Linked DNA regions of Sus scrofa: region 2 is linked to region 1. A link is a contact called in public HiChIP or PLAC-seq data. All regions are on one chromosome and are shown on one strand. Each heading gives the region's core, a stretch centred on a gene start, on an enhancer-like site or on the middle of the called end of the contact. The rest is flanking DNA. Distances are from core to core; before and after follow the strand shown. Region 1 overlaps CD47 (CD47 molecule). Region 2 overlaps LOC106505815 (a long non-coding RNA gene).

The links. HiChIP or PLAC-seq counts read pairs in DNA pulled down with a chosen protein or histone mark.
Region 2: a contact with region 1 is called in an H3K27ac HiChIP or PLAC-seq map of alveolar macrophages. The contact joins two enhancer-like sites. A contact is called at or near these places in 6 of 47 Hi-C or Micro-C datasets (embryonic fibroblasts, fibroblasts, liver and 2 more) and 1 of 2 datasets of contacts at active chromatin or transcription factors (alveolar macrophages).

The regions. Positions count from the first base shown.
Region 1 is chr13:151,445,525-151,451,175 of Sscrofa11.1, reverse strand. All of the region lies in intron 2 of CD47 (CD47 molecule), which reads right to left. Among named protein-coding and RNA genes, the nearest start is that of CD47, 19 kb to the right of the region's middle. Within about 2 kb of position 2,150, at least 3 of the 83 cell types and tissues checked have an H3K27ac peak or open chromatin away from gene starts, as enhancers often do. A contact at or near this core is called in alveolar macrophages, where this site is marked.
Region 2 is chr13:151,546,350-151,552,000 of Sscrofa11.1, reverse strand. The region is part of intron 2 of LOC106505815 (a long non-coding RNA gene); the gene reads right to left. It overlaps LOC106505816 (a long non-coding RNA gene), which reads left to right. Exons shown (of 3, transcript XR_001300590.2): 2 at 1,226-1,362; 3 at 4,550-5,651. Among named protein-coding and RNA genes, the nearest start is that of CD47, 120 kb to the right of the region's middle. Within about 2 kb of position 2,495, at least 16 of the 83 cell types and tissues checked have an H3K27ac peak or open chromatin away from gene starts, as enhancers often do. A contact at or near this core is called in alveolar macrophages, where this site is marked.

The DNA of each region.
Region 1 (5,651 bases), core at 901-3,400:
CTGTGATTATTAAGAGTTAATACATGCAGAGGGCCTAAAGCAAAACTTGGCACTTACCAAGTGCACAGTAAACATTAACTACAATTATTAGTTGTCATTCCTATGGTAAATATCTGTATGTGCAGTGTGCCAGGAATGTACTTTAAACCAACAATGAAGTCTTTCTGCAAAAACTGACTCAGCGTATCAAAGTGAGGAAGTTGTACAACTGGGTACCTTTACCTTATTCTGACTGAAACCAAGATAGATGTGAGCCTTAGCTTTTCTCAAACTTACTCTGGAATAGAAAATATATTTATGAATAACTAGGCTTCAAATGACTGTTTACATGTAAAGTAACACCAGAGATTCTGGGTATTAAGGAAGCTTCTATTAAGTGGATCACAAGTTACCGAGAGAATGAGACTATAACTATACAGTCTATATAAAGGAAACTGTGACATTAAGATATCAAATAAGATTTGTTGAAAACTTTTTTTTTTTTTTTGCTTTTTAGGGCCGCACCCTCCACATATGGAGATTCCCAGGCTAGGGGTCTAATCAGAGCTGTGGCCGCCGGCCTACACCACAGCCACAGCAACACCAGATCCAAGCTGCGCTGGTGACCTACACTACAGCTCACGGCAACTCCAGATCCTTAACCCACTGAGCGAGGCCAGGGATTGAACCCGCAACCTCATGGTTCCTAGTCGGATTCATTTCTACTGCACCACGATGGGAACTCCTGTTGAGAACTTTTTAAAAATTAAGTTTAATTGCCTCTTATCAACTCTCAAGACCATAATTTTACCTGTGAAATTTCTTCTCTAACAATAAAGCCAAATAAATGCACTGAAAGCATTTCAAAGTTTGCCTATATAGAAGGAAGTCTCTATGTGAAGAACACTTCTAAATGCTGCTCAAACCAAGCACTTGTGTCCCTCTAAAATTAACCCTTTCAAATTTTCCACTGCTCAGACTCCATATCAGCATGTAAGGAACCTCGTGGACTTTCATACAATAATGCCAACCATGCATTTCTTGTGTTAAGATTAGAATGGTAAACTCTGGTAAATGTTCACAATGATCCCTAGACTATAACATTATAAATTCCATCTTTTAGGTATTCCCTTTCCATAATCTGCCATTCTGCCCTACACATAGTGGAGATTCAATTGGTTTATAGCTAAAAGTTCCAAAGGTCATAGGATGAAAGACAGTCTTTTGCAGGGTGGGGAGAGGAATGCTCTCATGGTTGCAGATTTCTACCAAGAGACAGATGTCTTCAGATATTCTGAATTAATACCTTCATTTCCAACTGAACTACTGAGAACCTTCCTATACCAAAGATAACTCATTTCAATTCAGTCTAAAATCCTACCAGGAAAGACCTTCATGAATCACTCTCAGGTTTTCATATCTAATGCCTAAAGGATTTGGTAAAAGCTCTATGATCTAATGACTATTCTTAGGCAACTTATTTTTCTCTGCTTGTTTTATTATTTTGAGTTGTATACATTAACTCTTTAAATTATTCCAATTATTTTATGAGGATTAATTAACCCCTCATCTTTGAGGAAACCGAAGCACAGTGAATTAAAGGTCGCCAGTGCCTTAAACTACCACGTTCCAAACTGACTCTTGACACTCCACGCCCTATGCCTCCACCAATCCCCCCACAGTCTTCCCCATTTCCGTAGCGGTGACTCCATGTCTCCAAAACCCTGGACTCATCCTTGACCCCTTGGTTTCTCTCACTCCCCGACTCTGGGCTGAAAGTAAATCATGTGGTCGCTACCTTCAAAATACAGCCAGGATCTGATGTTGTGTTCCAGAAAGGCTGACAATGAAATGTTCTTGCACTGGTCTCCCTCTATATACAATGGGACATCTTCAACAGTCTTAGGATATATTAATAGCAATCTATGAGTGAAAATAAGAGTGTATTTGACCGGGTCTGAGCACTCATTTCTCACTTATTACACAAATATGTATTGAAAGACCACTAAGGGTAGGGTGCTTTTCTAAGTATCTGGGGTTCAAAATTGAATAAGCCAGTTGGGGCCATGAGCTTGAGGAGGGAGAGAGGTTGAAGAACAGCCTCTTGTGGGTAGTAAAGAGAGGCCTCTGGGGAGAGGAACTGGCTCTGAGCCTCAGATTGGAGGAGCTTGTCATGTGAAGAGAGGGAAGAAGATACAAGGAAGGAACTGCAAGTTTGAGAACTGAACGATTCACAAGGGGAGTGTGGCTAGAATTTAATGATAGCAGATGAGATGGAAAGAGTTTGCTGGGGTTAAGATCATGTTGAGTCTTAAGAGTTAAGGAAGCCTGGGGAGTTCCTGCTGTAGCTCAGCGGGTTACGAACCCAACTAGTATCTGTGAGGATGTGGGTTCAACCCTTGGCCTTGCTCACAGGGTTGGGGATCTGGTATTGCCATAAGATGTGGTGTAGGTTGCAGATGTGGTTTGGATCTGGTGTTGCTGTGGCTATGGCCGGCAGCTGTAGTTTCAATTCGTCCCCTAGGTTGGGAACTTCCATATGCCACCACTGTGGCTCTAAAAAAATAAAATAAAATAAAAAAGCAAAGAAAAAAGAAAGCAAGCTTGGATATTTTATTCTACAAGCGATGACAAGTAATCAGAAGGCCTCAAATAGGGAAGAAAAATGACCTAGTTTCTTTAAACTCTTCTTTGGCAGCTATGAAGGGAATGGATTACAGAGAAGCAGGATCTATCAGAAAAGGTAGTGCAGAATCAGGCAGTAGCAGGAAAGTTAGGACATGGCCCACAAATGCAGTCCTGAGTTCAGTTTTACTTATCACATTTAAAGACATAACAGGGAAATTGTTTCAAAGGAAAGTGACTAGAATGGGGATCCTGAAACCGTGAGCAACGGTGGAAAGAACTGGGGATTTTTACCTTAGAGGAGAATAAACTTGGAAGAGAAATACCACAGCCCTCCTAGTGAGTGAGAAATTACAGGGTTGCAAGTTTTAGCTTGACTCTAGGAAGAATGGGAACTGCCCGATAATAGACTAAAATCCTTTGGGAAGTAACAGTCTCATCACGTCAAGTGTTTAAGTCTAGCGTTTACGTAAAAAGTTTGAATGACCAACTACCTGGAGTGTGAGAGAGCCAATTCATGGTTTAGATGGGGATACAGACTAGATGACTAATAGCTGACTCTACACCTCTATGTAGAAATAATAGTGAGAGATATTTCAGTGACAGAGGGTGAAATTACAGAACAAAAATTATTGTCTAAGTGATTCTTCACTGGAGCTTATCAGAATTTCAGAATTAAACTTCACATACTCTCCCCTCTCAGCTTCTACCCCAGTGATTTTGTGGGGGGTAGGTGGGGAGGGGAGGGCAGTATCCATGATTCTCTCAGTTTAAATTCACTGCTGCAGCTCCCTGCTATAATCTATCTTCTCTCACTGACATGAACAATTTGTTACAGTAGGAAAAGTTTGAGGATAACTGAATTGGATATTCAAGTATTGGATGAGATACTGGAGAAAAACACAAAGTTTTATACAAAACTATGTATATGGTTTTAAGCTACTGATTTGTTATGGTAGTATTGTCAGATGATTAACTTTTGTCTCCCTAGGGGAGAGGGAGACAAGAACTTCTCTAAGGTTCCTTTTAGTTCCAAGCTTCGATGGCACTGCAAAAATAAAGTTTAAAATGGACTAAGTACAATAGCAGATATTTCTCCACCTCAGGATTAAGAAAGATGATCCAAGGACATCTTACTCTTACTCCACCAAAGCTATCGCTGACAACCATGTCCATTACTCTCCAATTCCTGGTCAGGTAGAGCGGCTCCCAGGAAAATAAACTCCTGAGGTGAGAGGCAAAGAAGATGTGGCTTATGGGTAAGTGCTGAAATTTTGCTTCCAAGTCTAAATATTATAGAAACCCAGGATCTCATTTCTCTTATCTCTGTGTACAAAATGGGATGGCCTGAAAGAGCCAGTAAATCACTCTAATCAACTGAGTGTGCCTCTTTTTCAAATACATACATGGGTAACCTCTACACAGAGACTATATTTCCATAAAAGAAGATCACAATAAAATTTCTGACACTAAAATTCAAGCTGCAATTTTCTTGATGCTTCAGGATTGTGATGGGGTTTTTTAAATATACTGACTTGGCTAGGATATAGTCCCCAATTATTTAATCAAAGCCAGAATTCTAAGATGGCCCCCTCAAACCCTGCCACCACCACCCCCACCCCACCCCCTCCACCCCCTCCATCAGCTTTTTATAATTCCCTCCCCTTGAAGGGGGATGGGGTATGAAGAGGAAAGATTTCACTCCCACGATTACGTTGTGTCATGTGGCAAAAGGGATTTTGCTGAATGCAATTAAGGTCCCAAATCAGTTGACTTTGAGAAAGGGTGATCATTCTTTTTTTTTTTTAATTTCAGTGAAAACAATATCTTAAGAGAATAACTGGAATTATGACTGTTGACATTATATTAGAACATGAGATTTTAAAAATTCGTACACTTTCTGGAACACTTAAATTAATAACCTGCATGGATACAAATACAACCTAAGAAGGTTTATCATCACTTATTTGACAATGCTTTCTTTGTAACTTAATATACCTAATAAACATAATTAGTTTAACATCTCTCTTTTACAGGGTCAGAGGCAAATCCTTTGAAATTTTCTAAGAATCCTATGGGAAATCTCAAAGTTCTTTGAGGTCAAAAAGTGTTCATTTGGAATTTTATTTGGGGAGGTTGTTAAAATGTCAAAAGATTTGAACATTTGACTGAATAGGATCACAGATTATTAAAAAATAACACTTAATTATCTATTTAACCAGTATGATAATAGAATATATTAAAGGCAAATTTAGAAGTTTACAGAATTGTGAACTAAACAGCTCTTTTAATATTGAGAAGGTTGGGTTTTCTTAAATAATTGAAACCTAAAAAGGACGAAGTGAAGCACAGTCAATTATTTTGGTAAAATAAAATCTTTGCTTCCCAGGTAGATTAGAGAAAGGGTGATTATTCTTAAAGGACAGGGGGAAGATCTAATATGTCCTTAAAAAGGTCTGGGATCTTTCTAGGAGGAAATTCAACATGTCAGAGGGATTCAACAAAAGGAAGATTCTCCCTAGCTGGCTTTAAATGTGAGCGATGCTGTGTGGCAAGGAATGGGAACAACCCATAGGAACTAAGAGATCCCTTCATCAGACCTCTAGCAAAGAAACAGGGACCTCAGCCATGCAATCACCAGGGACTGAATTCTGCCACAATCATGTGCACTCGGAACAAGACCCTGAGCCCCAGGTGAGAAGACAGCTTGGCTAATACCTTGATTTTAGCCCTTTAAGAGTGAATGGAGAACCCAGCCATCCCATGACCAGAACTATGACCTACAAAATGGTGAGCTAATCAATAGGTGTTGTTTAAAGCTGCAACATTTGTAGTTATTAGTACACAACTAGAAAACTAACACAAGAATCTTGAAATGCCTTCATGTCAACATTATGAACACAACGTATATCATGTTGATAATAACAGAAGTGACAACTTTGCTAAACTTGAACAGAACTTTTATTTTATTTTACTTTTATATTTATGGCTGTACCTGCAGTACATAGAAGTTCCTGGGCTAGGGGTCAAATCAGAGCTGCAGCTGT
Region 2 (5,651 bases), core at 1,246-3,745, 100 kb before region 1:
TAGAATCCTAGATGAGTTCTCATTTAAAGTCTGGGTTCTGAAGTTTTCTTTTAATTTTTCGGGAGTCACATGGCTGGGACTTTAAATTCTCAGTAGTGTCAAAGCCCTTGGTATTTCCAAGGGCGTGTAAATGGCTGTGTTGGTGATGTTGTCTGTGATGGCAACAGAATCTTGAGCTTTTCCTGCATGAGGACAAGCAGAGATGGGCTGTTAATAATGAGGGGGGTCTGGGTTCACTGTGTTATTTCTCCATGGTTGAGTTCATTCTAGGAATCGGAGGCCCACTGTGCTCTCGGATTGTCTACCTGTCTCCTGGAGGCCAAGCATCAGGCATTTGCAATCAGCTCACCTTCTTGGGGCGAGCTCTGTTTGACTCCCACAAAGCCCTTTCAAATTGATTCATTAATTCTGAACACTAATGAGAATGCAATGGAGACCTTCCTACTCATTCCAAAAGATCCAAGCAAAACATAATTTCATGCCATCATTTATTGCCTCAGAACTTTAGTTTCTGCCCTGTAAGTCTGCTGGATAAAGTTCAAACTCTTTAGCCTGGCTTCTGGGCTGACCTAATGCACCTTCTTTCTCATACTCCTCCAAAGCAAACTCTGTGATAGAGCAGGTAAGTTTGATCAGCATCCTCCATGTGATATAACCCTCATCCTCTCTGCCTTTCCAAAATGGATTTCTTTTTTTTTTTTTTTTTTTTGCTTTTTAGGGCCGAACCCCTGGCACATGGAGGTTCCCAGGATGGGGTTTGAATAGGAGCTGCAGCTGCCGGCCTACATCACAACCATAGCAACGCAGGATACAAAATGGATTTCTTTTTAAAGATCCATCCCTGGCCCCTCTTCGGTGCTGAGCCTTTGCTTTTTTTTTTTTTTTTTTTTTTTTGCTTTTTAGGGCCGCGCCCATGGCATATGGAGGTTCCCAGGCTAGGAGTCGAATTGGAGATACAGCTGCCAGCCTACACCACAGCCACGCCAGATCCAAGCCTGTCTATGACCTACACCACAGCTCACGGCAACGCCGGATCCTTAACCCACTGAGTGAAGCCAGGGATTGAACCCAAAATCTCATGGTTCCTAGTCGGATTTGTTTCCACCACGCCAGGATGGGAGCTCCATGAGCCTTCTCTTGACTACTCAAAACTGCTGCCTTCTTTGATCTACAACTGTGTGTTCTGTCTGCTTTGCTCACTGAGGCCATTATTCTGTGATGTCAGTTCCAGGAGAAAAGGGACGATGAATTAGAGGCACCAGCAAGGAAGGTCACTTGCAAGTTACCAAGACAAGATCCTGAAGAGTGGCATCTGACCCAGAGAGTTGGAGTACTGCTAACCAGACTCTCTCAGCACCCTGTGTAAGTCAGGATACTCATTATAAAAAAGACGAGGCCAAGCACATAAGCAGAACACGAGGGCCCCCTATCCTGGGTCCTTCGCCCCCTCCATCAAATGTCAGGAAAGCTTAATTGGTCATTAGGAGGCTGACTAAAACTTTCAGCAGAAGGAAAATAGCCTTGTGGACTATTTAATATGGGTTACAGTGAGAACTAGTTACACCCCCTTGCTCCCTAGCAGGAATGGAGACCCTACTGACCAGATACTCCGGCCCCTAAATTCAGTGTCTCTCTATTGTATATTGTCATCAACAGTGAAAATACCTGCTTCTCTTTTTACCCATTTTTCTAAGCTCACAAGACTTAGTTTTTCCCTTCTGTGACTCATTAATTTTATCCTTTTATTCAAGAAATATTTGTTGAACATGATTTACCATGTGCCAAGTTCTAGGAATGTAAAAGTGAACAATACCCTGGATACTTCCACACCACTGGCTTTACCACAAACAAGTTTCGATAAAAATCTAAAAACCCTTCTTTCTTTTTAAGGTGACTTTGGTATATTTAATCTGATCCATTTAGGCCTTAATACCAGAATTCTGTGTAGCACTATTACCTGACTTTCCTGAATAGCTTATTGCTTCAGCAGTATCTTAACTTCCCAGAAGGCCTAGAATAACTGAGTATTTCTCACATATCCCTTATAGTGTGTAGGGTATGCCGTGCACACAGCAGGAATGAAATATTTGCCTCTTTAAAGAGATACCATGTTTCCTACTAGCCATAAGGGAAGAAGGGAGGCAGTTTTACTTAGTTTTACTTCAGAAATTCCCCAACCAATGGACCACATAGTAAACCCAGCCAGCAGACATGTTTTATTTGGTCTACTCACTGCTGTTTTTTTTTTTAATTGAGCCAACGTTTGAAAAATTGAGATCTTTCATACACACACACACACACACACACACACACACACACACACCCTAGAATTCCAAGCGCCTTTGGATATTCAGCTTCCTTTGAAAAATTGGAAGACCTGCAACTCTTGGCTTCATACCCACTGAGCAAAAGCGCTGGCCTGAAAGTACATAGAACATTCAGATCAGCCGTCCCACTAGGCCGCAGTCCCTGTCACTCTGTGTTTCATCACACTTGGCCTGTCTCACTTGCATAACAGCCGAATCCTGAGGCCTTTGAATCCGTGACCTCTGTTTTACATGAAGCTGGAATATTGGGAAAGGGGAGAGGAAATAGCCCCCTCTACCCACTGAAAGAGAACAACTCTGTGCCAAGCCCGAGTTTCCTGGCGCTCCGGAGATGAGAAGAGACTGGCCGCCAGGCCTGTACCTTGGCTCTCGGCCTTCTTTCCCATTGGTCTTCTCTGGAATGTGGGTGCTTCCTGCTGGGGCGCCTACTGGGGCTCCAAATGGCCGTCTCATTGAATCCAAGCTCTCTGCCTCTGAAGCCCTTCTCCAGCACAGGCTGGACCCAACCTCAGCAGTGTTTTGGCTCCATGCTAACTGACACGACTACCCTCTAATCCTGCCAAGGCAATCTGCTAGCCTTGCTGTCCCCTCCCCTATGCGTGTCTTTCACATTCACTCTTCAGGCATTAGGGAGTGGAAGAGTGATTGGAAGAAAGGGAAAAAAAAAGGGGAGGAAAAAAGAGGAAGGAAGAGAGAAAGAGAGGAAACATTTGGAGAGGGAGTTTTATATATTCCATTCTATTTCGTCTCAAATCCTGTCCACAAAGATTTTAGTGGTGTGTGGGTGCACTTGTGTTCGTATATGGTGTGTACATGCTGTGTATGTGTGTGTGCAAATAGCTCTGCAACTATTATTCACGCTAGAAAACAAAAAGTAATACGAATATTGAACTTGTAACACAAATGACAGCCATTGTGCAAGAGCAAGCTGCTTTCCTGTCAAGACACCAAGTGTGTGAGAGCCTACATGGGTGCATATAGGAATATTCACGCACATGTGCTCATACATGCATAGGCATTTCTCTTTTTTTATATTAAAAATTAACTGCTTGCTTGTGTAGAAAACTTGGAGATAAAATTGGAAAAAAGAAAGGACTAAAACTTGAACATAATCTTATCACTCAAAGTTAGTTTTTAATCTATTTTCTCTTTCTATGCATAATACATATTTTATATAGCTGAGTTTATATTGCATATAAAGTTTACTAGCTTGTTTTTCCCCCTCTTAAAATTATGTCATAGACATATACCAATGATATAAAATACTCTTTATAACTATCATTTTAATAGTTCCATTACATCCATAGTATGGATTTTCATAAGTTACCTAACCAAGCTCTAATTTTTGAGCATCTGAACTGTTAGGAATTTTTCACCTTTTATAAGTAACATGATAATAAACATCTTCACTCATGGATCTTTGCATTAATTATTATTTGTTTAGGCTGTTTCAAAAAAAGGGAATAACTAGATAAAGAGTAAAAGGGCCTTTAAAATTCTTTTTTTTTTTTTTTTTTGGTCTTTTTAGGGCTGCACCTGTGGCATATGGAGGTTTCCAGGCTAGGGGGCCAATCAGAGCTGTAGATGAGGGCCTAAATCAGAGCCACAGCAATGTGGGATCCAAGCCCCGTCTTCGACCTACACCACAGCTCATGGCAATGCCGGATCCTTAACCCACTGAGTGAAGCCAGGGATCAAACCCACATCCTCCTGGATGCTAATTGGGTTCGTTAACCACTAAGCCAGGACAGGGACTCTGCGCCTTTAAAATTATTGAGTTAGCTATTGTTAAATTGCTTTCCTAAAGGTGGTACTACTTTATCTTCTCAACACCCTTATTTGAAAGCAGGCACCAGAAAGCTCACAGAAATTTTCAATTAGATACACCGAGCTAAGATGCCTAACAATACACAAAGGACTTATTTCATTATATAATTTATGAATGTCAACAGAATATATCATTTGAGAATATCAAATGTTGCCTCTAAACATAGGTTATACATAAGGGCCCAGCTCTGAGAACCCCCACTTCCGAGGTAATGAGCATTAAGCTAAAATACCTTTGTTTAGCTCACAGGAAACATCCCGACCAGGCTCACCTGTGAATGACTGCAGGCGGGGAAGAAATCCAGTCTTTCTAAAATAAAAGAGCATGTCTCTGGTTTGCTCCCAGATACAGCTCCAGAATCTTCACCCCTCTCTAAGTCCCCCTTTCATTCCAGGCCAGACCGGCAGCACGTCACACAAGTGACAGTGAAAGAAGTGACATAGTCTCTGCTACTGCCCACAGTACGACTGGCCAGAGGTCGCTGTCCCTCACCTCACTGCCGCAGAAGCCCTTGCACAGCCCGTGGAGCCCCCTTTTCCTCTACCTCCCGCTTCCTTACAAACTCTTTCTATATTTCCAACTTGTCATCAATGTCTTCTCCTTTCCACCCGGAACATTTCTTTTGAAATAAAAGGGGAGAAATATCCCTTCAAAGACTACTTTCAGATTTCACAACTATGCTGTCTTGGGCTGTTAGGTTGTTGTTTTTTTTTTTGTCTGTGTGTTTCCTTCTTATTAGAGTTATTATCATTTGCTCTTTGTTATCCAGCCCTCATTATGCCCTGTAACTTACAGAACCGGTCTAGCTGGGGTTGGCCTGACATCAGCCTGAGGAGCTCTGACCACACCTCTCTTGCTTTTGCCAGGAGGGAAATTTGCTCCATCCAGGTGCCAGATGAGAGGAAGATATTAAAAAAAAAAAAAAAAAAAGAAGGCAATCTTTGGTTTCCTCTGAGGCTTAGGGATTTTAACATCCAGAGTTCAGAGGTCATCCTCAAAATGTCCAGGCAGTTTTCCATGCCATGAGGCTCTGTGGTTCCCCAGGTCAATGACTGCTTGAGGTTTGCCCACAGGCCCACTAGGCATCCTGGAAGTTTCATCCTGTATAGAACATGAACCCTTGTGGGGGACCCAGTGTGAACCATTCAACATAAAGTACACAGTGAGGTTCTGATGTTACAATCTCTGTACCTGTTTTTTCTTAGAGATTTTTACCCTGATCCTCCATCTTCTGCCAGTTAGCTTATATGTTCACTCAGATAGCAATTCATTTGAAATTGGTTATTTCCTTAATTCTGGGAGTTTCTACATTAATTGCAAAAAAATTCTCAATCTTTCTGTCTCCGAGCTTCTACTTGCTCTAAATTTTGCCACATATGAAAGATTCGGATACTTCCTCCTTCATTGGCCAGCAGAGAGCAACTGATCAGGTTGAAAACCTGAAAAGAATTCCCCTACTGCTCAAAAATTATAGATCTGTGATAAATTCTGAGTCA